Linked DNA regions of Sus scrofa: all the other regions are linked to region 1. Evidence: chromatin contacts called from public HiChIP or PLAC-seq and promoter capture Hi-C data. All regions are on one chromosome and are shown on one strand. The core of a region is the stretch at or near the end of the contact, and the rest is flanking DNA. Distances in the headings are between cores, read along the strand shown.

Region 1 (6,324 bases), core at 3,085-5,584:
ATGCAGCCATGAAACTTAGCACACCAGCCTCGCCGCCTTGAACCTGATCCAGGGCAGGACCTCCTCAGCACCCCCTCCCACACTGGGACGAGCGGGGCTGCATCAAACAATGGTGGTCATACACCATGGAAGCTGTACCCACCTTCCCAGGATGCCAGAGGACAGGATAGAGGCCTCAGTCAGGATACAGACAGCATCTGGTGTCATGACACCTGCGTACTTATGACCCCACCCCCAGGCCTCACACCTGACCTGTAGCCACAGCACTGAGCCAGGAGGAGGGGGTGAGATTCAACATGATTGTGAGGGGTGTCGAAGTCTGACCTGACCAGAAGGTGTGTGATGGAATCCTTGACCTCCAACATGGAAACACACAACTGGGAAACATTGAAACTCACCCACCGCTGCATGTGCTGAGGTCCTGCAGTCCTAAGAGACAAGTGGCCCTGCACAGACACGTGCAGTATTGAAACACAAGTCTCAACACTTTCTCCGACAGATGCCCGGTTCCGGCACTGCTGTCTGCTGACTATCCCCAGCTCCTGATGATGACATATTTATTCATTTGTTCTTCTACCAGCTATTTATTGAGTTCCTTTTACATGGGCTGGAGTGGTAAACAAGGATTTGCTTCTCAGTCTAATCTCATTCAGGGTTGCCAGGTACAGTTGTAGTGGCTGTGCACTGCACAAGAGTGCCTGAAGGAAGTTCTTGTGTGGTGCAGTGGGTGAAGGATTTGGCATTGCCACAGTTGTGTCACAGGTTGCAGCTGTGGCTTAGGTTCGATCCCTGGCCTAGGAATTTCCATATGCTGTGAGTATGGCAAAAAAAAAAAAAAAAAAGAGTGCCTGGCAAAAAAGATCAAGTAGCGCTAGAATTTCCTACCCTATTGTCCAAGCTGCTTTCTCCCAGAAAGGGGCTAGCAATGGTGACATGATTTAGCTGGTGCCATGCCCGGAGATGATCCACTGAGCCCTTATGCCCCAGCACTGGCACTGACCTCTGTTAGCCACCTCTCCATCCATATTCATCTCTGCCAGTGCTCACAATAACACCTGGTGACATGCCTAAATATGGGTGCTCACTCCTTGATAGCTAAACCATGGAGTCCCAGTAAACTATGCCCAACCCCCGCGTGCCCCTTTCTTGTCCTACTTGTTTCTGTCTCAGTAGGACATTGCAAAAACAGAACACTCTAAGGCTCCAGATTCCTGCGTGGATGAGGGTCCTGCAAGCAGTGGGGAGGAGAGGCCTAGGAGAACCCCGCTGGGCTCTGGAATCCTCTCCCTTGTACTAATAAAGCTATTTCATCCTCCCAGCCTTGTGTGAATTGATGGGAAGTGTTTCCTCCAGCTGGAGTCCTTTCTAGCCTGTCCTCCCACTTCCTGTCCCAAGAATAGGCTGCTGGTTCAAGGCCCAACCCTCAAGCTATAATCCAAATCTGGGGTATATTAGGGCCTTTTGGGACTGAAAATTAAAGACCTCTCTCCAGAAAAAAAAAAAAAATACAACGTTTGGTTTTGGATGGGGTCTAGGATCCCTTTTTTTTTTTTTTTTTTTTTTTTGGTCTTTTTGCTATTTCTTGGGCCGCTCTCGCGGCATATGGAGGTTCCCAGGCTAGGGGTCATATCGGAGCTGTAGCCACCGGCCTACGCCAGAGCCACAGCAACTGCGGGATCCCAGCCGCGTCTGCAACCTACACCACGGCTCACGGCAACGCCGGATCGTTAACCCACTGAGCAAGGGCAGGGATCGAACCTGCAACCTCATGGTTCCTAGTCGGATTCGTTAACCACTGCACCACGACGGGAACTCCTAGGATCCTATTCTTAAGCCATGGGAGCAGGCGATTTTACTGCCAAGGCCCCTGGGCCCCTCGGAAACTCCGTCTTTCTCCCACGTGCCCGGGTGGGGCTGAAGAGGCGGTGCTTCGGGCCTCCTTATCTCCAGAGCCAGCCTTGGCTCCCTGGCGCGGGGCCCCTCAGTCCGGGCTTTTTGCCATGGGGTCTCTGTTCCTCCTCTTGGTTCTGCTTTTGCTGTCGCCCTCTTCCCCGCGAGGCGGGAGCGCGCGGAGGCGCCGGAGTGCGCGGTCGCACGGCCCCGGAGGCAGTTCTCCCGCGCCCTCGGAGACCTCAGCACTTTTCTGGGTGCTCATCAGTCCCGAGTTCAAGGCCGTGCCGCCGGGGGGCTCAGTGTGGCTCAACTGCAGCAGCAGCTGCCCGCAACCAGAGGGTTCCAGCCTCCACACCGAGCTGCGGCGGGGGGAGACGCTCAGTGGACCACGTTGGGTATCCTACCAGCTGCTGGATGTGAGGGCCTGGAGCTCCGATGTGCACTGCTTCGTCACCTGCGCCGGAGAAACTCGGGGGGCGACCGCCAGGATTACCGCCTACAGTGAGGGACAGGGGCTTAGGCCGGGCTGGGGTGCGGGGAGGGGGATGGAGCGGGGGTAGTTGACAGTCGCGCTAGGGGGAGCCCTCAGACCTTGCCTAGCGGCCCCCTCTTGCTTTAGAACAGCCACGCAGCGTGATCCTGGAGCCTCCGGTCTTAGCAGGCGGCGAGTACACTCTGCGCTGCCATGTGACGCACGTGTTCCCGGTGGGCTTCCTTGTGGTGACTCTGAGGCGCGGGGGCCAGGTCATCTACTCCGAGAGCCTGAAGCGCTTCACCAGCCTACATCTGGCCAACGTGACGCTGACATACGCGTTAAGCGTCAGGCCCGGTGACTTTGGGCAGCCTGTTACCTGCCACGCCCGCCTCAATCTCGACGGCCTGGTGGTCCTCAGTAGTTCGGCACCCATGACGCTGCCAGTTTTCGGTGAGGCACCCTTATAATCCTGGGAGGAGTAGAGAAGGGTTATGACCCCAAGAGGTGCGGGCCAAGCGAAAGCATGTCCATGTGGGTCCTCACATCTGCAAGTGCTCTGTTCCTAATTCTCCCCTTCCACCCCCAGCTTGGAGCCCTGCGTCCAAAGCCTTGGCCTTCACCTCCATCGCAGCCCTTGTGGGAATCCTTCTTGTCATGGGCATCCTTTGCATGCATAAGTACCTACTGATACAGTCTCAGAGGTAGAGGCAGTGGTCCATGCTGGCTGAGCTGGAGGAAAAAGGAATCTGGAACAATTTGTGGAACCTTGCCTGGATCAATAAAGTCTTCCTCAGCCAGCTTCTACCCTTGGGCATAAAGGTCCCCCATTAGCGCACCTCCTCTAACCAAGTGGTCTTGTTTTTTGGCCTTGCCTCTATCATTTTCTCCAAGTTCCTTTTTTCCTTGAGGGCATCTTAGGTTTCCTAACTCTGATCTCCCAAACCGGAGCTGCAATCCCTCTGCATTCCCAGCCGGTGTAGTAAAAACCTTCCACAGGAATTATCAGTGCAGAGCAGAAGGGCAAATCCTGGGCCTTGGGAGGCTTTAGGCTGTGGGAAGGCTTGTTCCTGGTATGGCTTCTCCTGATTGGCTCCAGAGCTACCAGCAGCAGCTCTCATTGGATGTTAAGTTTCCTTCCCCCTTCCACTTTAGACTCTGCATTTTCCTCGAGGTAGGAGTGGGATGAGAACTAATCCCCCTATTTCACCATTAGCTCTGGGGGTGAGAGCACAGATGGGTGGGGTCATATGTACTTTTGGGGGAACATGGATACACAGAACAAATACCATGTGGTGACTGTGGTAAGGAACAACCATATGGTGGTGTGTGTTGTGTGTGTGTGTGTGTGTGTGTGTCAGACTCGCTTCCTGGCAACGTCGGGATGGTCACTGGGCCTGGTGGGTACATGGGGGTGCCCAGATGCGGGGGTCAACTGTTAGTCTCTTGATCTCGCGTGGACACAGAATCTGGGCCTGTACTGGATGCCTGGCAAGGCCCTCATGGTTCCAGGGCCCCAGCCGCCGCGCAGAAAGCGGATTGAGGTGCTCTTTGGCAGCTCCTGCTCACACACGCAGCGTAGACACGTGCCCGCTGCACGCTGGGTAAATACAGACCCAGAGCAGAGCCGACCCTAATTTAGATGCCCGAGAACGCTGCGCGCACGCACACGTGTTCCCAACTCGCTGTCACTTTCATCCCCGCCCCTTCTGTCGCGTGCGGGGGCGGAGTCAGAGAGGGAATAGGGCGTGGCTGTAACCCTCAGCTCCCAGGGGTCAAAAGGGGAAGGATCTGTGAAAGAGGCATCCCCACCTCCTCCCCTATAACAGTCTCCTTCACAGCCTGAGCTTCTCAAATCTCTTCTAGCCCCCTAATCAATCCCCGCCCCAAGGAGCGCTAGTAGGAGGGGCTAAATACGGAGGCGGAGCTCGGAGTCTAGCTCATTATCATAGCATCTAAGCAAGGGGTGGGGTGGGGGTTTGAGAAGGGCAAACCTGCATCCCACCCACCTCCGCGTCGCCGCGGAGAATGACGCGGGAGCGCGCAGCCGCCCCCAGAAGGCTCCGGGCGATGGGGCTGGCCTTCACGTAGACCCCGGGGGTCGCTCGCTCCTGCTAGCACGCCTTCACCAAGGCCGGGAGCCTGGCTCACGCTCGCCCTCCCGCCCCCCTGCCGCCTCTGCTGCCGCCCCCACCTTGGAAACCAAGTTACCAACGTTAAACCAATCCCCGAGCGCAACTCAGCCTCCTCCACACCCCACCCGCCGCGCCGCGCCGTCCTCTAGCCCAGCTCAGCGCTCGCGCTCCCCTCGCCTCCTGCGCTTCCCCCGCGGCGGCGATGCCAGGGCCCTCGCCAGGGCTGCACCGGGCGCTGCTCGGCCTCTGGGCTGTCCTGGGCCTGGGGCTCCTCGGCCTCTCAGGTAAGAGCCGGTCCGGCTCAGGGTGGACAGGGCGGGGGCGGAGTTCCTCGACCTGCGAAGCGGCCACTAGCCTCTTCTCGCTCCGCCCTCGCCTCGCTCCCACGCTTCTGCCCCCACCTTGAGCCTCGGGCCTTCTCTATCCCTCTTCCCCTCAACACACGCTAGAGATCCAGCTTCCTGGCTCCTCGCTCGTCCCTACCTTCGAGATCCTGGGCGATCTTCTGCACCCAACCTCGAGCTCTGGAGACCCCATATCTCCCTGGTCCCCTCTGGGGTACTTCCTCACGCTCTGCTATGCACCATGGTCCACGGACTGGCATCTTACCCACTCATAATCCGTGAAGACCCCATCTCACCAACTGCCATGAGTCAGAGGCGCTGTTTCAGCTCACTCAGAGCCCTGGCAACCGAGTCCTTTAGCTGTTCCCGCGGTTCCTTCCACGAGCCCAGCCCCATGTCCTCTTTCTTTACTCTTCACCCGGGTTTGGAATCCTTCTTTATCCTTGACTCACCCTCATCTCTCTTTTGGCCCTGCTTCAACCAGAGTTTCCCCCTCTCCTGGCCGAGAACCCTGAGAACAAGTTGGTTTCCTTTCCCCAACCCGGGGTCCCCTCCTTCCAACATTGCTGTGTGCATTGAAGACCCCGTTTTTCCTCTCATCTCTACCCTCCCCCATGCTTCCTCATCGCTCCTTCAGCACCTTTGAGAGTAGGGCTCTTTGCTGCCGTGTACCAGAGGCACCCTCGAGGTTTGGACGGTGGGAGCGTGCTTGTAAACCTCAGGCCTGGGCAGGACTCGGGAATCCTGAGTTTTTTTTTCCTGATTGTGGCCTCTACTCATTCCTCGGGAATCCCTGACTTGGCATAGGGGCACTTAGATCTCAGGGAGGTGGCTCTCAGGCTGAGCTCGCGTTTCTCTGGGCAGCGGTAGCACAGGAGCCTTTCTGGGCGGACCTGCAGCCCCGCGTGGCGCTCGTGGAACGCGGGGGATCGCTGTGGCTGAATTGCAGCACCAACTGCCCACGACCAGAGCGCGGTGGCCTGGAGACCTCGCTTCGCAGGAATGGGACCCAGAGGGGTTTGCGCTGGCTGGCGCGGCAGCTGGTGGATATCCGCGAGCCGGAGACCCAGCCCGTCTGCTTCTTCCGCTGCGCGCGGCGCACTCTGCAGGCGCGTGGGCTCATTCGCACTTTTCGTGAGTTCTCAGCGGCCATGCTCTCTTACTCCACTACTTTCCCTCCCTTCCAGGCCCCGCCCCCTGGGTCACGGGGTTCCCTCCTTTGGCTCTCTTTCTGAGTCTGCACGCCCTCCCCCTCTTTGTCCCTGGGTTCCAAGCCACATTCCGAGGAGCCCTGGTGTTTCCAACAGCCACGGTTCCCCCCTTGCAGAACGGCCCGACCGTGTAGAGCTGGTGCCGCTGCCTGCCTGGCAGCCAGTGGGCGAGAACTTTACCCTGAGCTGTAGGGTCCCTGGTGCTGGGCCTCGTGGGAGTCTCACATTGACCCTGCTGCGGGGCGCCCAGGAGCTGATCCGCCGCAGCT
Region 2 (6,207 bases), core at 709-3,208, 180 kb after region 1:
CGGTTGCCGTGCTGCGAGGGGGTCACCTCAGCCTTGCACTCCGTGGAGGCGTACATCACCGTGTCCCCTGCCCCTTCGGGGCGCTGTGACCTCAGGGGCAGAAATTGGGTGTGTGCCCCAGCCCCACTAGGCCTGGGTTCCGGTTGCATGGGGTTCCAGATGACAAGGGACAACACCACCACTGGCACTCAGAGGCCTGGAGGAGGGAGAGCACAGGGCTGCGGGCAGGGCCTGGGGCCAAGCCTTTTCTAAAATAAAGCAACTCCTAGACCAGTTTTCCTTCCCAAGCCCAGGTGAAGCAGTGTCCATCTGTGCTAACTGCCCAATGGCCTCACCAGCCCAAGGGTCCACCTTATATCATAGGTCAGATGATGTCCCTCCCCTGCCAGAATCCCCCCCACACTGCCCCCCGCCAAGCCCTGTGGCACAGAGTAAAACCAAACTCTTCAATGGCTGGCAAAGCCCTTCACAATCAGCTCCTGTCCACCTGTCCCCTTTGCTCATTCTGTTCCAGTTATCTGATGGTCCTTCCCTTCCTAGGGCATATCCATCTCCTTCCTTCATTCACCTCACCAACATTTATTGAGCATCTACTGTGGACCACTACCAGGCACAGTTCTAGACACCAGGGACACAGCAGTGAGTAAGACTGACATACACTGTGCTCCCTTAGAGCTGACACTTGGGAATGGAGGAGCCATAAGTAAAATAAGCAAGACTTGAGCAAAAATTGAGGCTTTGAAGGAAATGACAGCACATTGTGATAGTGTGACTTGAGGGCAGTTACTTTAACTCAGGTATTCCAGGCCTCTGTTGGTGCTGAGACAAGAGGGGTGAACATATGAAGGAGGTGGGGGTGGGATGAGAGTTTTCTAGGCAGAGAGAGAGCAAGTGCAAAGGCTCAGAGGCAGAATGACAGGCAATCTGAAAAATCGGTAAGGAGTATAATGAGCATAATGACTATTGAAGGGTTTCCAAGAAACCTGTGGAGACTCGACAGCCAGGGCAGGAGCTGTGTTTTGAAAAGTCCTTCAGGGAGGAGGGAATCTGCAAGAGGCTCCCCAAGTTTCTCTAACTCATCTTTCCCTGGGCTCAACTCAGTCACCTCCTCCCTGCTTTATTTCCATCACAGCACTTGTCAAGAATTGAAATGAGCTCCTTTGCTTCCTCCTTGAAGGATGGCCCATCCGTCTGGCCCTGAGCCCCCAGGTTTCTGAGGACAGGTAGCCCTGTGTAGGTCAGGGCTGTGCCCATCCTCTCCTGTGCCTCTCTGCCTGGGATCTGGCACCGTGCAGGGGTCAATGAGCTATGGCTGGCTGACTGCCCACTCCAGTGTGCCTGCCAGATCACCCTCCTCCACCGGGCCATGGCCGCCTCTCCCCAGCTGAGGCCCAGGCCGGCCTCTTGGTCATGGGCCAATCGGCCAACGGTGCCCCCTGGGCCCTGGGCACTCCCCCGCCACCCCCATGAAGCGGTAAGTGGGAGACTGCGCATGTCCTGCCTGAGCTGCCAAGGCCTGGAAAAGGGAGGAAGTGACCCCGCCGCCGCCTCTCCACTGCCAGCCCCAGGGCGAAGACCAAGCCCCCCAACGTCCCGGAATCCCCCGGCCTTGGTCGGAGCGGCGCTCCCTGGGCCCTTGGCTCGGTTTGCGTCGCTCTCGGGCCACCCCGCGAGTTGCGCCGTCCAACAAAAGGCTCCGACTCGAACCGCACCCTTCTGGCCTCCGCGGAGCCGCGGGAACCCCGAGGCGACCGGCCCGCAACGCGCAGTTCTCCGGCCCCCAGGCACGGCCGCAGGGCACTCACGGCCCACGGTACCCGCCGCCCGGGCGCAGGCCGCCTCACTCACCCCGCCATGGCCGCTCTCGGGCTCCGCCTCCGTCGCCCAGGCCCAGGCGCCTCCATCGCAGCGTGCAGGGGGGAGGTGCGGAACGCGCGCAGGTCACCATGACTAAGCAGAGCCGGGCGCCGGCCGTGTCAGAATAAAAGTCCCGGCGGCCCCCGGCCTCCTCGAGCGGCGGGGACAGCGGAGGGGCCGCTCCCCACCCCACCCCGCCCACGCTAGCTGTCGCCCAGCTGCGCAGCCTCAGCGCGGCGACCACAGCGGTCTTTGCGACGGGGCCAATGACCGCAGCGCTCGGCGCTCCCAAACTCGTGGTAGGAGCCGCAGAGAATCAGAGCCCCAGGTTCGAGGCCCAGCCCGTCCCCGCACCAGGGATCAGTGGGCATCCCTCACCACCGCCGACCTGCCGCCGCGCTCACCTGGGTCGTCGCGTAGCCTCTGCCGCTCTCCCTACGAGGTGGGGAAGCCTGGGCTCCGCGGCGGCTCTGGGGCACCGTGGTGCCACCCGCTCACCGAGCTTCCGGGAAGCCCTAAGGGCCTCGGCCCGGCCGGGGGCGGCTCTCGACTAATTTTCCTTGTGAGAGGCCCGCGGGCGCTTCCGCCGTCGCGGGGGGGCCTTGGTTCTGGGGTGGCTCAGCCTTCGGGGTCGCGGCCGTCGAGTGGGGGGGCAGCCTCAGGACGCCCGGGAAGGAGGCGGGGAGAGGGCGGAGAGGGCGCGGCGGGGAAGGAGTCTCGATTCCCCGCCCTTCCCGCAGGTGCCTCGGCGCCCGTGGGCATAGAGCTGGGCATCGGGCGAGGGATCACCGCGAAGCCTATCTGGCCGGTACCCCCCTCGCAGTCCCCTCCATCCGCCTAGTTTTGTCGATTTCTGTGCGTGTCTGCTGTCCACGACCTGCTCTTCTTTGTCCCTTTAACTTCACAGGGCGCGGGCCTCACATTAAGGCAGCGCAGGATCCAGTTAGAATTGTCTACCCACTTGAATTTTCATTGTCTTTATTTTTTAGTTATCGCCAATCTGAAAGAGCGTGAAGCTCTCGGGAAGAGATACGAACTCCAGCTCTGCCACTCTAGCTCTGTGCGGGTGGGCCTGTAGCTTAATTAACCTCTCCAGGCTTCAGTTTCCTCGCTATAAGAATGTTAACAATAAAAGCACCTACCTGCTAGGTTATCTGGAATACTAAATAAGAACACTTGCGCCCAATAAAATATGGATTTTTATTCTTCATGGCAAGTGATACTGATTTACCACTTATGCTGTCTGTGATATAAAGGTAACTTCAATAAATGCATTAAAAATTTTTTTAAGAGTACATCTATATGAAAACTTAAGTGAGAAGTTCCTGTCCTGGCTCAGCGGAACCGAATCTGACTAGCACCCATGAGGACGCAGGTTCGATCCCTGGCCTTGGTCAGTGGGTTGCAGATCCTGGGTTGTCTTGAGCTGTGGTGTAGGTCACAGATGCCACTCAGATCTGACATTGCTGTGGCTGTGGTGTAGGCCAGCGGCTACAGCTCCAATTCCACCTGTAGCCTGGGAACCCCCATATGCCATGGGTGCGGCCCTAAAAAGCGAAAAAAGAAAGGAAGGAAGGAAGAGAGAGAGAGAAAGAGAGAGAGAAGAAAGAAAGAAAGAAAGAAAGAAAGAAGGAAAGAAAGAAAAGAAAGAAAGAAAGAAAAAGAAAAAGGAAAGAAAGAGAAAGAAAGAAAGAAAGAAAAAGAAAACAGAAAACTAAGTGAATACAGGGAAACGCTAGGCGGTACAGATATTGATCTAAGAAAGGATTCCGAGTTCCCATCGTGGCGCAGCGCAAACGAATCCAACTAGGAACCATGAGGTTGTGGGTTCGATCTCTAGCCGGCGTTGCGGTGAGCTGTGGTGTAGGTCGCAGACGCGGCCTGGATTTGGCATGGCTCTGGCTGTGCTGTAGGCTGGCAGCTATAGCTCCGATTAGACACCTAGCCTGGGAACCTCCCTATGCCGACATACCGCTGGTGCGACCCTAAAAAGACAAAGACGACCCCCCCCCAAAAAAAAAGGATTCTGCTCATCTCCAGGTAAACCTGTAAGATTCAAGGTCCCTGGTCTGGGTCTGGGATTAATTCCACGCCCTTCCTTCCCCTCCTATTGTGTGAAGATGCGCTTCTGGATAGCTCCAGAGAGGGCGCGGTAACAAAGCTGCTGAATACCTTCCTCAACGCGCAAAGGAAACTTTCTTATCTCTCAAAATAATACCTACAAGGCCTGTGATCCAGCGGGTGCCACGTGTAGATATTTATCCAAGGTACCCTTGCATATGTGCAGGAGGATGTATGTACACAGATGTTTATTGCAACACTGTGTATAAAGGCAAAGTGTTGGACTCAACACAGGTGTCCCTAGGGCCTTAGTGTAATAAGTGGTGGGACGTCTACGTTGTGAAATACCATGGCAGCCAGTGAATAGAAGCAGGACATTTGCTGTATAAATGTTTACCTTGTTTGTTTGTTTTTTTAACGTGGAGGGGTGGTAAGTGCTGTGAAATTCCTGTTGTAGCTTATTGAGTTAAGAACCTAACTAGTATCCATTAAGATGTGGGTTCGATTCCTGGCCTCGATCATTGGTTTAAGGATCCCGAATTGCCATGAGCTGTGGTGTAGTTCAAAGATGTGGCTTGGGTCCCAAGTTGCTGTGGCTGTGGCATAGGCTGGCAGCTGCAGCTCTGATGACCCCTAGCCTGGGAACTTCCACATGCCTCACATGTGGCCCTAAAAAGAAAAAAAAAGTGCTGTAGGCTGAATCGTGCCCCCTTCCCCCACCACTCATATATTGAAGCCCTAATCCCCAGTGTGATGGTATCTGGAGATGGAGATTTGGGGAGATAATCAGGTTTAGATGAGGTTGTGAGGGTGGGGCCCTCATGATGGCATTAGTGTTCTTTTAAGAAGAGAAACCAGAGAAATTGCTCTTACTCTCCCTCTACCATGTGAGAACACAGGCCGAGAGAGCAGCTGTCTATAAGCCAGGAAGAGAGCTCTCATCAGAACCCAAACCTGCTGACACCTTGGTCTTGGACTTTGAGCCTCTAGAACTGTGAGAAATAAATTTTGGTTGTTTAAGCCACCTAGGCTATGGTGCTTGTCATGACAGCCAGAGCTGATGAACACAGCATAAAATCTAAAAGTGCAACAATTTCCCAGATATACTACTGAGTGAACAAAGTGGAGAGAGATGCTAAAGTTGTGTAAAAAGAGAGAAAATGTATTTCCATTTCAGCTCATTTATCCACAGAATAGCTCTGGAAGTGCATGCATCCCAACAGTGCATGCATCGAAGAGGGGGTATTGGTGCTTTTTGAATTTTGTAAAATGTGAGCAAGTGAATAAATCTGCTGTCACACCAGCAAACAAGTGAACAGTGGGGTAAGTGTCTCAGGTTGCTCTGGAAGTTTACAGGACCCTGGGAATAGGGGAACCAGGCCAGGTGGGAAACTGGGTTCAGTTCTGGGATGTGACCCTAGGTTTGAGTGTGTTTGTGTTCCAGGAAGTAGGTTGGTTCCCCGTGCGTGCTGCCTGCAGAGACGGCCTGCGTGTGGCCCACGGGGACTCAGCATGACAGGCTGGGTCAGTGGCCCCGAAACACACAGCCATCTTTGCGGGTGCCTGCAGTTTCGCTGTTTCCCGGCAGGTGGCGCGCCGCAACCTGAGCCCGAAGACCGCACCCCCTACTCCCACCTCCCACCCCGATTCCGCCCCTTTCCCGCGGGCCCCAGGGCACAGAAGTTAGGAATGTGCCTGCGGCCAGCTGGAGGCTGGGGAGAGCAGGAAGCCTCGGCCAGCGCTCCTGAAGCCTTTTATGGGCACAAATGGGGCCCTAACATCGCCCCCGCCGAGAATGAAGACCCTTAAAGGAGGGAGGGGCAACCTGGCCTCGACAGACTGCTCCAGAGGGGCTAGATATCAGGCCTGTGCCTCCTCATGCCCGGAGCCTGACCATCTGGGCTAATATCCTGTCTAAGACACTTGGGCAAAGTAGATCTTGGAGTTTCACTATCAAATGGGGGTGAGGAAAACCTACCTTGCAAAGTTGCAGTAAAGGTAAGAAAAAGGCATGTCCTGGGCCTAGCATGTGGAGCAGCTAGCCAGGTACAATAAACTGTAATCACTCTTATAATCCGATTATATTTTTATTTTTTATGTAGGACACCACATTCAAAGAAATTTTGTTTCAGATGGATTGGTTGAGTCTCCCAGAGTCGATTTTGGGGTGCCCTGTCTTTGGGCTCTCCTCTAAAGTGAAGAGCTGTCCTTGACTCCTTTCTCACACCCAATGCCTCAGTAACTTGGTCCATACTTCTCAAATCTGTCAAGAATCCACATGGTCTGAGG
Region 3 (5,754 bases), core at 2,626-5,125, 230 kb after region 1:
GGCAAACGGGTGGAGGAGGGAGAGGGGCCGTCTTGGGGGTGGTCCACACATAGGATATGTACAGGATATGAAATGGAAGTAGTGGGTAAGGAGAGGTTACTTCCTGGCATCAGTAAGGGATTCAGGACACGGGGCTAGGTGGGCAGAAAGGGCACAGGAAGAATGGAGAGAAAGGGCTGGACCACTCAGGGAGACTGGGAAGATCAGGGCTGCTATGGGGAAAAGGTGGGTGCCCCATGTGGCAGAGGGATGCCCCACTTTGGGGAGAGCGGCAGGCGTTGAGAAAGGGTTAGACTGTTAGGGACAAAAAGGTGGACAGACAGTTTACACCTCACAGATCAAGATGGGCCAGGAGCTCCGAGGTGAGAAGGGGGAGGTAGGGGGAATCTGGCCACCCCCTGGGGATGGGGAGGACGCTGTCTGGCTCTCAAGGGAATGAAGGGCGGGAGTTGAAAGCTCCCCTCGGCGCGCTGGTGATGAGGGTAAGCAGCTCCCTATAAGCCGGGCAAGGATGGTGTGCTTGGAAGCCTCCCCAAGTTCAGGACGGAAGCGGGTAAGCTCACCACGCGCTCATCGCTGGAGTCAGACTCGGAGCTGGAGTCGCCACTGCCGTCCTGGTCTCCGTAGCGATCTTTGACTGTGGGGCACAGATAGGAGCCCTCAGGTCAGCCTGGGGGACCAGATCAAGCCCACTTCCTGACCGCCCGGCATGCGCCGGCGCCCCGCGCGCATGCGCCCCGCACTCACGCCGCTGCAGCTCCTCGCGCTCCCGGTAGCGGCCGTACCGCGCAGCAAACGCCGCGTTCACCCGCAGGGGCGACGACCCGCGCGGCTCCGGCATGGCGGCTCTGGGCACACTGCGCAAGCGTACGGAGGGCGCCCCAGGGGGCGGGGCTACTCCCTAGCAAGCTAGCTTTAAATGGGGCGGAGCCTCGTGGACGGCACTTAACCCAGCCCCTGGCCCTTCCGGGATCCCAAGCCCTGTGACGGCAGTCCCCACCCATGGGCCACGCCTCTGCAGGGAAGGCTACGGCCACCGCCCACCCCACTCCCCCACCCCCAGGGCTCCCGGCACCCAGCTGACATCTGGGGGCCCTTTCTCCACTCGCGGTTTCCTGCCTCCCTTCCGTTCCGACAGCGCAAACCGCTGCCCCACCCAGCTCACTCACCCCTTGCGCCCTGGGAATTACCACTCTCGCCCCTCCGCCAAAGGACCCACGATCCGCGACCTGGGTGCCCACCCCCACAAACATCCTGAATGCACGACTCTCCATCGCAGCCTCAAAAATCAGAAGCCACTGGCGCTATGATCATGCACAAGTCTTAATTTAATGGGTAAAAACATTAAATTACACACACAACAATTTTTTCCATAAAGCTTAATAAATAGAATGTGTTAACGCTGTACAAGGGACTGGAAAACAAGCTTTTAAACAAAATATGAATGAACTCATACTACCCTTTTACTGATTTGGAACACCCCCCTCCCCCATGCCCGAAAGCAGTGTGCACACTTGAGGTCTAGCTCTGGGTATAGCTGGCCAAGGTCGACAGGTTCCAGGAGCCTTGGAAGGAATGACCTCACTCTGGAGCTAGGGCTTTAAACGCTCTGCCCTTGGGACTTGTCTGTAGTCCCAGCAGTCTGGGGGGTGGAGGAAACTGAACCGTTTAGGTGGCTGTTGCCTGCAGGAGCCCTTCTCTGCCCAATACACCAAAAGGGGTGAGAGGAAAAAAAATGAGAAATGCACCTCAAACACACACACCCCAGAAATCAACACCAACAAGCCACAAACTTGTGCCCCTCGGCAGTGGGCAGGAGGAGCTAAGGGAGAAAGTGTTTCTTCCCTTCTCTTCTGACACAGAACCCAGCCGGGTCCTGTTGCTGGACTGGGTGGCCCCAGGTCACAGTGGTGCCACTGTGTGCCGCTGTAGTATGTCCATGAGATCCTGAGCACCTCTCCCCCTTGCCAGCTCCAGGGGTGTAAGCCCCCTGGCGTCCCTGTGATGGAGATCAGATTCAGCAGCCAGGAAGCTGACCACAGAGGTGTGGCCCTCTCTCACAGCCAGATGAATGGGGAGTGCCCCGGTGCCATCAGGTGCATTGACATCAGCGCCGTGCTCTACCAACACTTTCAGGGTGTCAAGGAATCCAGTACGGGCTGCATCGTGGGCCGGAGTGGTGCCGGAAGCATCCTGGACATTGGGGCTGGCACCTTGTTTCAGGAGCTCCTGGGCGATGGTGGGGCTGCCAAACATCATGACCTGTTGGGGGCAGAGGGTCAGGGGGTCCTCAAAGGAGGAGGCCCAGGAAAATGGGGGACTGGAGAAAAGGGTCATTCAGGAGTAGAGAATGCCAGAGACAAGGTCCTCTAGAGAATGAGAAATTTGGGGGAATATAAGCTCCCAGGCAGAACAAGATCTCCTGAGAACAAGAACCCTCAAAAAACTGATCACCCCCAGGATAATACATCCCCTAGGGAAGAGCCCCCAAGGAAACTTTCAAGGAACCTAAGACCCTCCCCCAAGGAACCTGAGACACTTCTCTCCACATATGGGAAATCATCAGGAAATATGAAACCCCCACCAGGAAACAGACCCGCAGAGGATGAGAACACCCCCATCAAGGGAAAGGAGAGGCCCAGGGAATTTGAAACTCCTTCTCCAAGGAATGTCCCCCTCCCAAATAATGGGGATGCTCCACAAGGTACCTGACCCCTTCAAAAAATGGGATTCCTATTTTGTAAATGCCAAGGGAATAGGGATTCCCATGTACTCCCTTATTGGGATCCTCCCCCATAATATACCAATATGAAAATCCCCAGGGAATGGAGACCTCAGGGAGACACCCCCACCCGAAGCTGGATACCTCTCAGAGAAACTACCTCCCCCACCCCAGATGATGGGGACGCCCTGGAAACATGAATCCCTCCTTCCAGAGATCGGATCCTCCATGGAAGCTCCAAGAAACCGAAGCTGTCCCCATGAAACCGGGATTCAAAGAAGCTGAACCCTTACCCAAGGAATAAGAACTTCTCCTGGGAAACTGAATCCTCCGCAATCAGAGAACAAGGAATTCTCCAAAGATGGAAAGCCTTCCCCTCCCCCAACCTAACCCCATCCACCACCCACCTAAGAAAGGGGACATCAGGGAGCAAAGTCAGCCCAGAGATGAAGGAACAGACCCCAGTTGGCCACCGGGGACAGGAGACGAGAGGGAAGGGGTCTGGGGTCTCGGTCCTCGGCCCACTCCCCGCCTCGCCCTCGCTGCGGGGCCGGCCGGGCCTCACCTGCAGCGCCGTCTTGCCAAAGCGGTTCAGGACGTCGGGGTGCACCAGTTCGCGGTGCAGAAGGCGGCGCACCTCCTGCACGTCGCCCCGGGCCGCCGCTCCGCTCAGCCGGTCGCCGGCGCAGACCTCCTCTAGCAGCATATCGATACTGGCGGCCTGCGAAGCCCCTCGCCCCACCCCGGTGCGGTCAGTGCGGGGGAGCCCAGCGGCGATGGCCCTAACAGCCTTCCAGTCGCGTCCCCGGCCTGCGCTAGGATCCCGGTCCCACTCGCTAGTCCGGGGCTCCGACGCGACCCCCGCCCTCCCAGCTGGCTCCTCCCCCTGTCAGCCGGTGGGTAGCGAGGGGTTGAGAGCCCGGCCCAACCCTCCGCTGCCCACAGGGGCCTGCCGGCGCCCGCCCCTTAGGGGCCGGGTCTCCCCCAACTCACCCTCCCTCCTCCTCGACGGGCGGGGTCTGTTCTGAACCGACTCCGCGGCCGCAGTAGCCGAGCCGGCCGCCAGGGGGCGGAGCCACCACGCTCGGGGCCCCGCCCCCGAGCGCCGCGGATTTGTTTTCTTATGAACTTGCTACGTTGTAGCCCAGCAGCATTGCCCGGCTCGCGACCCTGTAGTGTCCCGCCCTCGCGGCCAGCACAGCCAATGGCCACGCGTCGTCAGGGGGGCTTTGCGCTCCAGAGGGGGCGGAGCCGTTGCTGATTGGGCGAGCTTCGGCGACCGGTGAACCGCCGGCAATGGCGGGGTTTTCAGTTTTTCAAACGCGCCGGGCGGGCGGGAAAGAGGGCCTGTTTAACTGACCCGGGGGATTAAAGGTCAGGGTAGGGTAGCGCGGGCTGCTCCAGGGCCTCGGCACCTTCGGGGGAAGGAAAGCAGGGCTGGGGCCGCCCAGTTCGGGATTCTCCCGTTCAATTACAAGATTAAGTATTTATTAGCTCTTATTGTACGCTGAGCGCTTTATTTAATTAATTTACTCTGTGCAGGAACCCTTCCTCGCGTTGGGGAGCGTACATTCAAGCACATAAATTTAGCGGTAAGCAGCGTGAAGAAAACAACGTGGAAATGGAATGGATGAGGAAGGAATCGCATTCAAGTTCAAGGGCGTGGAGGAAATTTCACGCTACAGCTGCAACGTGGATGAGGAGCGAGGCAAAAGTCGCGGTCGGAGGCTCTCAATAGAGGCCTTCAAACATTTACTGAGCACCTACTGTATAATAGGTGCCGAAGTGGAGAGCAAGCCGAGTACTTCCTGCTTCAGGACGCCGACCGTTTAGGGCTGGATAAATCGAAAATTAAATATTTTCAGAGTATACTGATAAAACGGCATTAAGTAATTCCTTTTTTGGGAAAGGAAGGCCTTTGAAATTGAGAGGTCAGAAAGGGCCACCCTGAGGAGGTAACATTTGGTTTGACCTGAAAATTAAGGGAAAAAGCCATGTGGATTTCTGGGGAAAAATACGCCAGGTGGAGGCGCTACAGATGCGAAGGCCCTGAGGTGAGAGAGTGCCCAGTAAGTACAGGAAGAGTGAGGTATAGAGGGAGAGAGTGGGAGGGAGGGATAATGCACTTTGGTCTTGTGGGCTGCGGTAAGCACTTGACTTTTACTTTTTAAAAAGAATGGAACCCTGGGAGGGTTCTGCGCACAGGACCCACGATCTGATTTAGGAGTTAACAGGTGCCCTCTGGCGGCGATGAGGGGAACTGGCTCTCGTCGGGGAGGGGAGCCCTGAGCCAGGGGACCAAAGTGGACGGAGGCAACAGAGAGGGCCTAGATGAGCAATGACCGGGGCTGAGAAATGGATATGTGTTACCTACTCTTATCCCAGCACTTCAGGTACATGGCTGGCATCCCCAGCCCCCAGCCAAAAAGCACATACACAGCAGCTAGATTAATTTTTTTAATGCCATCCTAAAACTCAGAATGGGTCAGCAGGGCCTCTGGGCTCAGCAACTGTGGAGGAGGGGCACCCTCCCCCCACCTCCTAAGGCAGGTCACTGCAAGAAGGCACTCACGAGGGGGACTTCAAGCCCCTCTTCTATTTCTTCATATAAAATTGGAGGTGGGGAGGGGCAGGAGCCTGGAGACAGGGAAACCACCCCGCCCAGCCTATGTGTAAAAGAAAAGGCTGGGAGCGATCCTGGTGCTGAGAGCAGGAAACTGCCAATTCAGACGCTGCCCTCACACACAGACATGCACGCCATCGTGCCTCCCTCTCTCTATAGAGTCTTCAGTCGGGGGCCTGGGGAGAGGGTGGCCCATGGTCAAGCCCCCACCTCTTCTCCCTTCTAACTGGTACGAAGTTGATAATCTGCAGGGAAACAATGAGTGGGGACCATCTCAGAACTAGGGAAAGAAGGCAGAAAGACAGCCCCCCACCCATCCTGAAATCCATCCCCTTCCCCACTATTCATGATTAGCTGCATATTTAACAAGGCTAAGGATGGGCTCAAACACAGGAACAGTAACCAGGAG
Region 4 (6,543 bases), core at 946-3,445, 250 kb after region 1:
CCACTTTCAAAATGTAAGGTGTATTAAGAAAGGGCAGAAGTCATGTAACTGTGAGAAACTGAACCCACCTGTTAAACCACAGTCGTGTTTCCGGCTCCTGAGGAAACTAAGCTATGGCCCCATCAGTTACTATCAACTGCAAAGGCCGCCACTAATCCATGTTCTGTTACCCTAGGTTGATTAGCTATGCCTGTCCTAGAACGTCATACCAAAGTGTCTGGCCTTTTTCACTGGGGCATAATGCCTTTTTTGTTTTTGTGTGTGTTTTTGTCGTTTTTTGGTCTTTTTAGGGCCCCACCTGTGGCATGTGGAAGTTCCCAGGCTAGGGGTCAAATCTGAGCTACAGCTGCAGGCCTACCCTCAGGCATAGCTACACGGGATCCAAGCCATGTCTGCAACTTACAACGCAGCCCACAGCAATGCCAGATCCTTAACCCACTGAACAAGGCCAGGGATCAAACCCACATCCTCATGAATACTAGTCTGGTTCATTCACTGCTGAGCCATGACAGGAACTTCTGGGGTATAAAGCTTTTTATTTATTTATTTATTTTTTATCATTCATGCTGTTGCACATACCAGTAGTTCATTTCACTTTCTCTCACTCTCTCTTTCTTTCTTCCTTTCACCTCATGGCATATGGAAGTTCCCAGCCCAGGGTTGAACTGAAGCTGCAGCTGCTGACCTATGCCACAGCCATGGCAACACTAAGTCCAAGCCCATTCAGTGACCTACAGTGAAGCTTTTGGTAACGCTGGATCCTTAACCCACTGAGCCAGGCCAGGGCTCTAACCCATATCCTCATGGATACTAGTTGGATTTGTTTCTGCTGCACCGCAATGGGAACTCCCTGGTTTTATTTTTCTTAGTAAATAAAATACCTAGGAGTAGAATGTCTGGATCATATGGTAGGTGCCCGATTAGAAACTATTGGAGTTCCTTTTTGGCATAGCAAGTTAAGGATCTGGCATTGTCACTGCAGTGGCCCAGGTCACTGCTGTGGTGCAGGTTCCATTTCTGGCCTGGGAACTTCCGCATGCTGCACATGTGCCCCCTGCCCCCCCAAAAAACTACCAGATCTTCTTCCAGGTGGTTGTGCCATTTTACATTCCCACCAACTGACCCATTCTGACCCATTCCCATTCTGAGCCACAGCATCAGCTCACCGTGCTTGAGGTTACCAAACTCTAAAATTCTTGCCAATGTGATGAATGAAAAATGGTATCTTTTTTTCTGTTCACTGGCATACAGTCAGTGCTCAGAGACCCTATTTGCTGCAGATCCTCACCAACACTTGGTACCATTAGTCTTTTGAGTTTTAGTTATTCCAGTGGGTGTGTAGTGGTGAACCATCAAGTTTTATTTTGCATTTCCCTGATGACTTCATTCTTTTTATTAGTTGTATGGTGTTCTCTCCTGTGACCATATCACTGTGTCGTATGCACCCCTCAGTTGGTGGACGTATGCCTTCTCCCCCATTTTTTTTTAGGGCTACACCTGTGGCATTATTATTATTATTTTAGGGCCACAGCTGAGGTATGTGGAAGTTCCCAGGCTAGGGGTTGAATTGGAGCTGTAGCTGCCAGACTACACCGCAGCTCCAGCAACACAGGATCAGAGTCCCATCTGCGACCTATACTGCAGCTCAGGGCAACGCGGGGTCCTTAACCCGGGAACCTGCATCTTCATGGATACTAGTCAGTTTAGTAACCATTGAGCCACAACGGAAACCCCTACCCCATTTTTCACAAGAAGTATCCAAGCTGCAGGTAACAATTTGTCACATACTCCCCAGGCACACAGGCCTGCGATGGCTTCTCCTGGGCCAATGGCAGAGAGGACTCGCTCAGAGAAGACACACTTTGGATTTCATCTTTCTGCCAGAAAACACTCTGACCCACAGCATCAGCTCACCGCGCTTGATATTACCAAACTCTAAAATTCTTGCCAATGTGATGAATGAAAAATGGTATCTTTTTTTCTGTTCACTGGCACACAGTCAGTGCTCAGTATCTGCTTGGCGAATGAAGGGATGGATAGATGATTGAAAGCATGCTGACTGCTCCTAGCCCACTAAACAAACCAAGAGGGTCTCTCAGGAGCTCAGTCGGGAAACAAAGGTTGGGGCCCCACCCCCTTCCCAAGACAGGCCCCGCCCCCGGATCCCGCCCCTCCCGCTCGGGGCTCCCATTGGAGGGGGTGCGAGGGGCTGAGCGGGTGGGAGGGGTGGGGCCGGCTGGGGCGGGGCGCTGCAGCCCGCGGAGCCTCCCGCCCGCCCGGGCTGGGGTCGCACTGGCTAGGACTCCCCTCCCCGCCCGCTGCGGCCATGGTGGACGAGCGGAAGGACGGAGCCTACGGTAGGAGCTGCCTCTGGCCCGCTGCCGTCTCTGCTGAGTTGGGAGGGCCGTGGGAGTGGGGGGTGGACATCTGAGATCTTAAACACCCACGCTGCAGCTGGGGGCCCCAACCTGCTTCCTGGCCTTGCACCTTGCTCTGCGCCGAACCCTCTTGCTCCCGCCTGATCGCCCCGCGTCCCCTCTCAGGAACCCCTGCTCCCCCTCGAGCTGATGGGCTGGGACACACGGCGCATGCTCCGCCCGGGGAGGTCCCGTTATCTGGGTGGCTCAGATGCTAAGCGGGGGAGGGGAGGCACGGCGACCGAGGCTCGGAAAAGAACCAGGGCCCCCATCTCCCCAAATCCTCCTCTTCTTCCAGTTTCTTTTGTCCACTAATTTCTTTTCTTTTCTGCGCACACCCCATAAAAGTAGTCGTCCAGGGCTTCCAGCTAGATGGGGAAACTGAGGCAAGACTCCGCGGAAGGCTGGGTGGGAGCCCGTCTGGTCTCACCCGCCGCCTGGGAAGGGCAGAAACAACCGCGCCGCCGGCTAAGGGGCAGGAAGGAAGCAGGAAACAATTGAGAAACTTTCCCCTCCCAGTGTAAGGGGCCTGGGCTGCTCAATCTTGTTTTGAGGGGTCCGAAGAGAAGAACCCCCTCCTGCGAACCCCTTAGGGTGGCCTTGGCATCTGGGCCAAGTGGGTGGGGCAAAGATGAGGCTTCCTCCCCACTCAAGCCAGAGAGTGCTTCCTCCCCCCCCCCCCCCCCCCCCCCCGGCTTCCCACGGTGGGGGGAGAGGAGTGGTCCTCGGTTTCTCCTTTCTCTTCTCCGTTTTGGGTCCCCAGGGCTGAGCTGGGTACATGCCCCCACGTGGCATGGCCCTGGGAGGAAGGTGCCCTGCCACCTCTTGTTATGTGACTGAAACTTCCTGGAAACTGTGAAACCGAAGGGCCTTGGGGAAGGGGCCGGAAATAGCTCAAAAATAATCAAGAAAAACAAGCTATGCCTCCCTCCCCTCAGGGACTGTGGCCTCCAGAGGCTGCAGAGAGACAGATAGGGAGACAGGGCTCTTCCTGCCCAGCCCGGACCTGGCAGTAGCCCAGCCTCTTCTCTCTCTGGTGGAAGCTGCCAGCCCAAACCTCCTGAAGGGCCTTCTCGGCTCTTGGTTTTGGCCCAAACCCCAGACCTTGTGGCTGCCCTGCTGCCAGAGCCCCTTGGGTGTGGCTGGCAGTCTCTGATCTGGAATTCTCCGCCTGGGGTCCTGCCTGCCTCTGGGCAGCACCTGAGAGATCTTTAGTCTCCCTGAGGCAAGCATGGGGGGCAGAGTGGACAATGGTGTGATTCACTCAGCCATGAGTTTGGCCAAAGGGAGCCAGCCATGGTCCTGCCAGGACCACAGTGGAGACAGAGGACCTGTGTGCCCAACAGACATGCTAGGCCATTCCAACAAATATGTATTAAACATCCTTCAGGCAGGCAGTATCTAGACACAGGAAACACAGCAGTGAACAAAGTGGAAAAATTCTTAAATAAAGAGGTAATTTTTAGCTTGCTGTAAATGTGAGTCAATGAACAGGACATCGTGTGTGTGTGTGTGTGTGTGTGTGTGTGTGTGTGTGTGTGTGTTTGTAGTGGGGGGGAGAATCATCTGCGATTATTTTAGGGGACTAAGGGCTGGAGGCTGAGCCAGCCATGGGAAGATTTAAGAGAAATACGGTCCAGGCAGAGGAAACGGCAAAGAAACCACACAGTCGCTTAATCATTTCTCTTTGTAAGGCTCCGGAGAGTATGAGATGGAGACTTCAGGTGGTTCTTGCAGCCTGGCCTCACCTATGATAGAGGCTTGAATTCTCAAAGTGGGAGGAGTCTCATTTAGTTTGCAAGTACTCCGTTCTCATCAGAACCAAACATTCTAGGGCCTTGGCCCTGCCCTGTCTCTCCCAGATTATGGGGAGCTTTTCTTTGGAGACAGTGTACAAAGAGGGGCTCACATATCCTTCCCTTGTACCCCAGTGTCTTTATATCAGTCCCATGAATTTAGGGGGTGATGGCAAATAGACGTAGGCTCAGATCCTGGTTGGTTCTGAAACTATACAAGCTGTGTGGCCATGGGCGAGTTGGTGACCGAGACTCTGTTATCCTCATCTGTAAGGCTAGGCAGGCCTGTTGACTGGTGGGAAGTGTTTTGCACGTGCCTAGTGAGCTGTACCTGCTCAGAAGGCCTCTGGAACTGGTGATACTGGGGTCATGGATTTTCCATGAGCTGATAGAGAAGCAGCCCACTCTGTCAGGGCATAGTCTTGGTGTAAACTGGGCAGGGCAGGAAGCTCCCTCCCTATCAGACACAATATCTAGAGGAAGGCGGCAACTCTGAGGAAACCAGGAAATGGCCCCCAGTCCCAACGGATGTCAACAAGGAGCACTGCCATCCTTCCCAGCACACCCTTGGCATGAGCAGCATGGAAAAAGATTCTAGAACCTAATATAATAGACTGATGGGAGTGGAGGACTGGGAAAAAAGCAATGGTGCTTATTTAAAAAGCAGATTCCAGAAGTTCCCACTGTGGCACCTCGGGTTAAGGATCTGGCATTGTCACTGCAGCAGCTCCCATTGCTGCTGAGGTATGGGTTCAGTACCTGACTGGGTGCAGTGGGTTGGGGATCTGGGGTTGCTGCAGTTATGTCATTTGATCCCTGGCCCGGAAACTTCCATATGACACCGGTGCAGCTGGAAAAAAAAAAAAAAGTAGATTCCCTGGCCCTCTTCTCTAGAGAGTTCAACTCAGCCAGCAGTAGGACCCTGACATTTGATTTTTTTTTTTTTTTTTTTTTGTCTTTTTGCTATTTCTTTGGGCCGCTCCCATGGCATATGGAGGTTCCCAGGCTAGGGGTCGAATCGGAGCTGTAGCCACTGGCCTACGCCAGAGCCACAGCAACGCAGGATCCAAGCCACGTCTGCAACCTACACCACAGCTCACGGCAACGCCGGATCGTTAACCCACTGCGCAAGGGCAGGGACTGAACCCGCAACCTCATGGTTCCTAGTCGGATTCGTTAACTACTGCGCCACGACGGGAACTCCTGATTTTTTAAAAATTATTGTTGGGGAGTTCCTGCTATGGCACAATGGGATGGGTGACATCTCTACAGAACCGGGACATAGGTTCGATTTCCGGCCTGACACAGTGGGTTGAGGATATGATGTTGCTACAAGCTGAGGTGTAAGTTGCACATGTGCCTCGGCTATGGCGTTGCTGTGGCTGCACCTGCAGATCCAATTCAACCCCTAGCCTGGGAACTTCATATGCCCCAGGTACAGCCCTAAAGAAAAAACAAAAAAGAAAAATCTCCCTCTTGCTCCCTCTCCCAAAATCATACTCCCTTCTTGGAGTGCATCAGTGTAACATCTTGTGTTTTCTTCCAAGTGGAGTCTAGGCCTTCGACCTTCACATCCAAAGACATACATATTCTTCATTTAGTGCCTTTTTTTCCCCCTTTTACAAAATTTTCAGACAATCCCTAGAGTGATAGCTTTGAGAGGCAGGAGAGCATGTCGGTTTGGTTTGAAGATGTATCCACAGTGCCTGGCACATAGCACAAAATAAGTGCTCAAGAAATATTAATGAAAATGTGCTTGTTTCACATCATGTTGCTTTTTTTCTTTCCTTTTTTTTTTTTTTTTTTTTTTTGCTTTTTTAGGGCCACACCTATGGCGTATGTAGTTTCCCGGGCTAGGAGTCGAATTGGAGCTGCAGCTGCTGGCCTACCCCACAGCTGCAGCAATGCCAGATCAGAGCCACGTCTGGGACCTACACTCAGCTCATGGAAATGCTGGATCCTTAACTCACTGAGCAAGGCCAGGGATCGAACCCACAACCTCATGGTTCCTAGTTGGATTCATTTCCTCTGTGTCATGACGGGAACTCCAAGGGGGATATTTTTTTATGCAATTTTTTTTTCTTTTTATGTCCCCACCTACAGCATATGGAAGTTCCAGGCTAGGGGTCAAATCGGAACTTCAGTTGAGGCCTGCACCACAGCCACAGTAATGCCAGATCTGAGCTGCATCTGTGACCTACACTACAGCTTGCAGCAACACTGGAACTTTAACCCACTGAGTGAGGCCAAGGATCAAACCTGAATCCTCATGGACACTGTTGGGTTCTTAACACACTGAGCCACAATGGGAACTCCAGGGGGAACATTTT

What was found. Promoter capture Hi-C pulls out the DNA fragments that hold promoters and counts their contacts. HiChIP or PLAC-seq counts read pairs in DNA pulled down with a chosen protein or histone mark.
Region 2: a contact with region 1 is called in an H3K27ac HiChIP or PLAC-seq map of alveolar macrophages. The contact joins the promoter of KEAP1 here to the promoter of LOC100511183 in region 1. A contact is called at or near these places in 1 of 47 Hi-C or Micro-C datasets (liver) and 1 of 2 datasets of contacts at active chromatin or transcription factors (alveolar macrophages).
Region 3: a promoter capture Hi-C map of fetal liver shows a contact between it and region 1, with 3 times the contacts expected there. The contact joins the promoter of CDKN2D here to the promoter of LOC100511183 in region 1. A contact is called at or near these places in 2 of 5 promoter capture datasets (fetal liver and liver), 1 of 47 Hi-C or Micro-C datasets (alveolar macrophages) and 1 of 2 datasets of contacts at active chromatin or transcription factors (alveolar macrophages).
Region 4: a contact with region 1 is called in an H3K27ac HiChIP or PLAC-seq map of alveolar macrophages. The contact joins the promoter of SLC44A2 here to the promoter of LOC100511183 in region 1. A contact is called at or near these places in 1 of 47 Hi-C or Micro-C datasets (alveolar macrophages) and 1 of 2 datasets of contacts at active chromatin or transcription factors (alveolar macrophages).

The regions. Positions count from the first base shown.
Region 1 is chr2:69,106,889-69,113,212 of Sscrofa11.1, forward strand. It overlaps LOC100511183 (intercellular adhesion molecule 5), which reads left to right and starts at 4,335. Exons shown (of 11, transcript XM_005654856.3): 1 at 4,335-4,784; 2 at 5,709-5,978; 3 at 6,172-6,324. The coding sequence starts at 4,703. It overlaps ICAM4 (intercellular adhesion molecule 4), which reads left to right and starts at 1,722. Exons shown (of 3, transcript XM_003123246.5): 1 at 1,722-2,394; 2 at 2,513-2,818; 3 at 2,955-3,165. The coding sequence starts at 2,001. The coding sequence ends at 3,073. ICAM1 (intercellular adhesion molecule 1) reads left to right here. Exons shown (of 7, transcript NM_213816.1): 7 at 1-834. The coding sequence ends at 41.
Region 2 is chr2:69,287,551-69,293,757 of Sscrofa11.1, forward strand. It overlaps KEAP1 (kelch-like ECH-associated protein 1), which reads right to left and starts at 1,959. Exons shown (of 6, transcript NM_001114671.1): 1 at 1,849-1,959; 2 at 1-196. The coding sequence starts at 149. It overlaps S1PR5 (sphingosine-1-phosphate receptor 5), which reads right to left. Exons shown (of 1, transcript NM_001123109.1): 1 at 6,005-6,207.
Region 3 is chr2:69,336,123-69,341,876 of Sscrofa11.1, forward strand. CDKN2D (cyclin-dependent kinase 4 inhibitor D) reads right to left here and starts at 3,876. Exons shown (of 3, transcript XM_005654859.2): 1 at 3,716-3,876; 2 at 3,288-3,443; 3 at 1,306-2,262. The coding sequence starts at 3,428. The coding sequence ends at 1,903. It overlaps KRI1 (protein KRI1 homolog), which reads right to left and starts at 982. Exons shown (of 19, transcript XM_013987437.2): 1 at 748-982; 2 at 564-637. The coding sequence starts at 841. AP1M2 (AP-1 complex subunit mu-2) reads right to left here. Exons shown (of 11, transcript XM_021083790.1): 11 at 5,167-5,590. The coding sequence ends at 5,568.
Region 4 is chr2:69,362,751-69,369,293 of Sscrofa11.1, forward strand. SLC44A2 (choline transporter-like protein 2) reads left to right here and starts at 2,196. Exons shown (of 22, transcript XM_021083792.1): 1 at 2,196-2,357. The coding sequence starts at 2,327.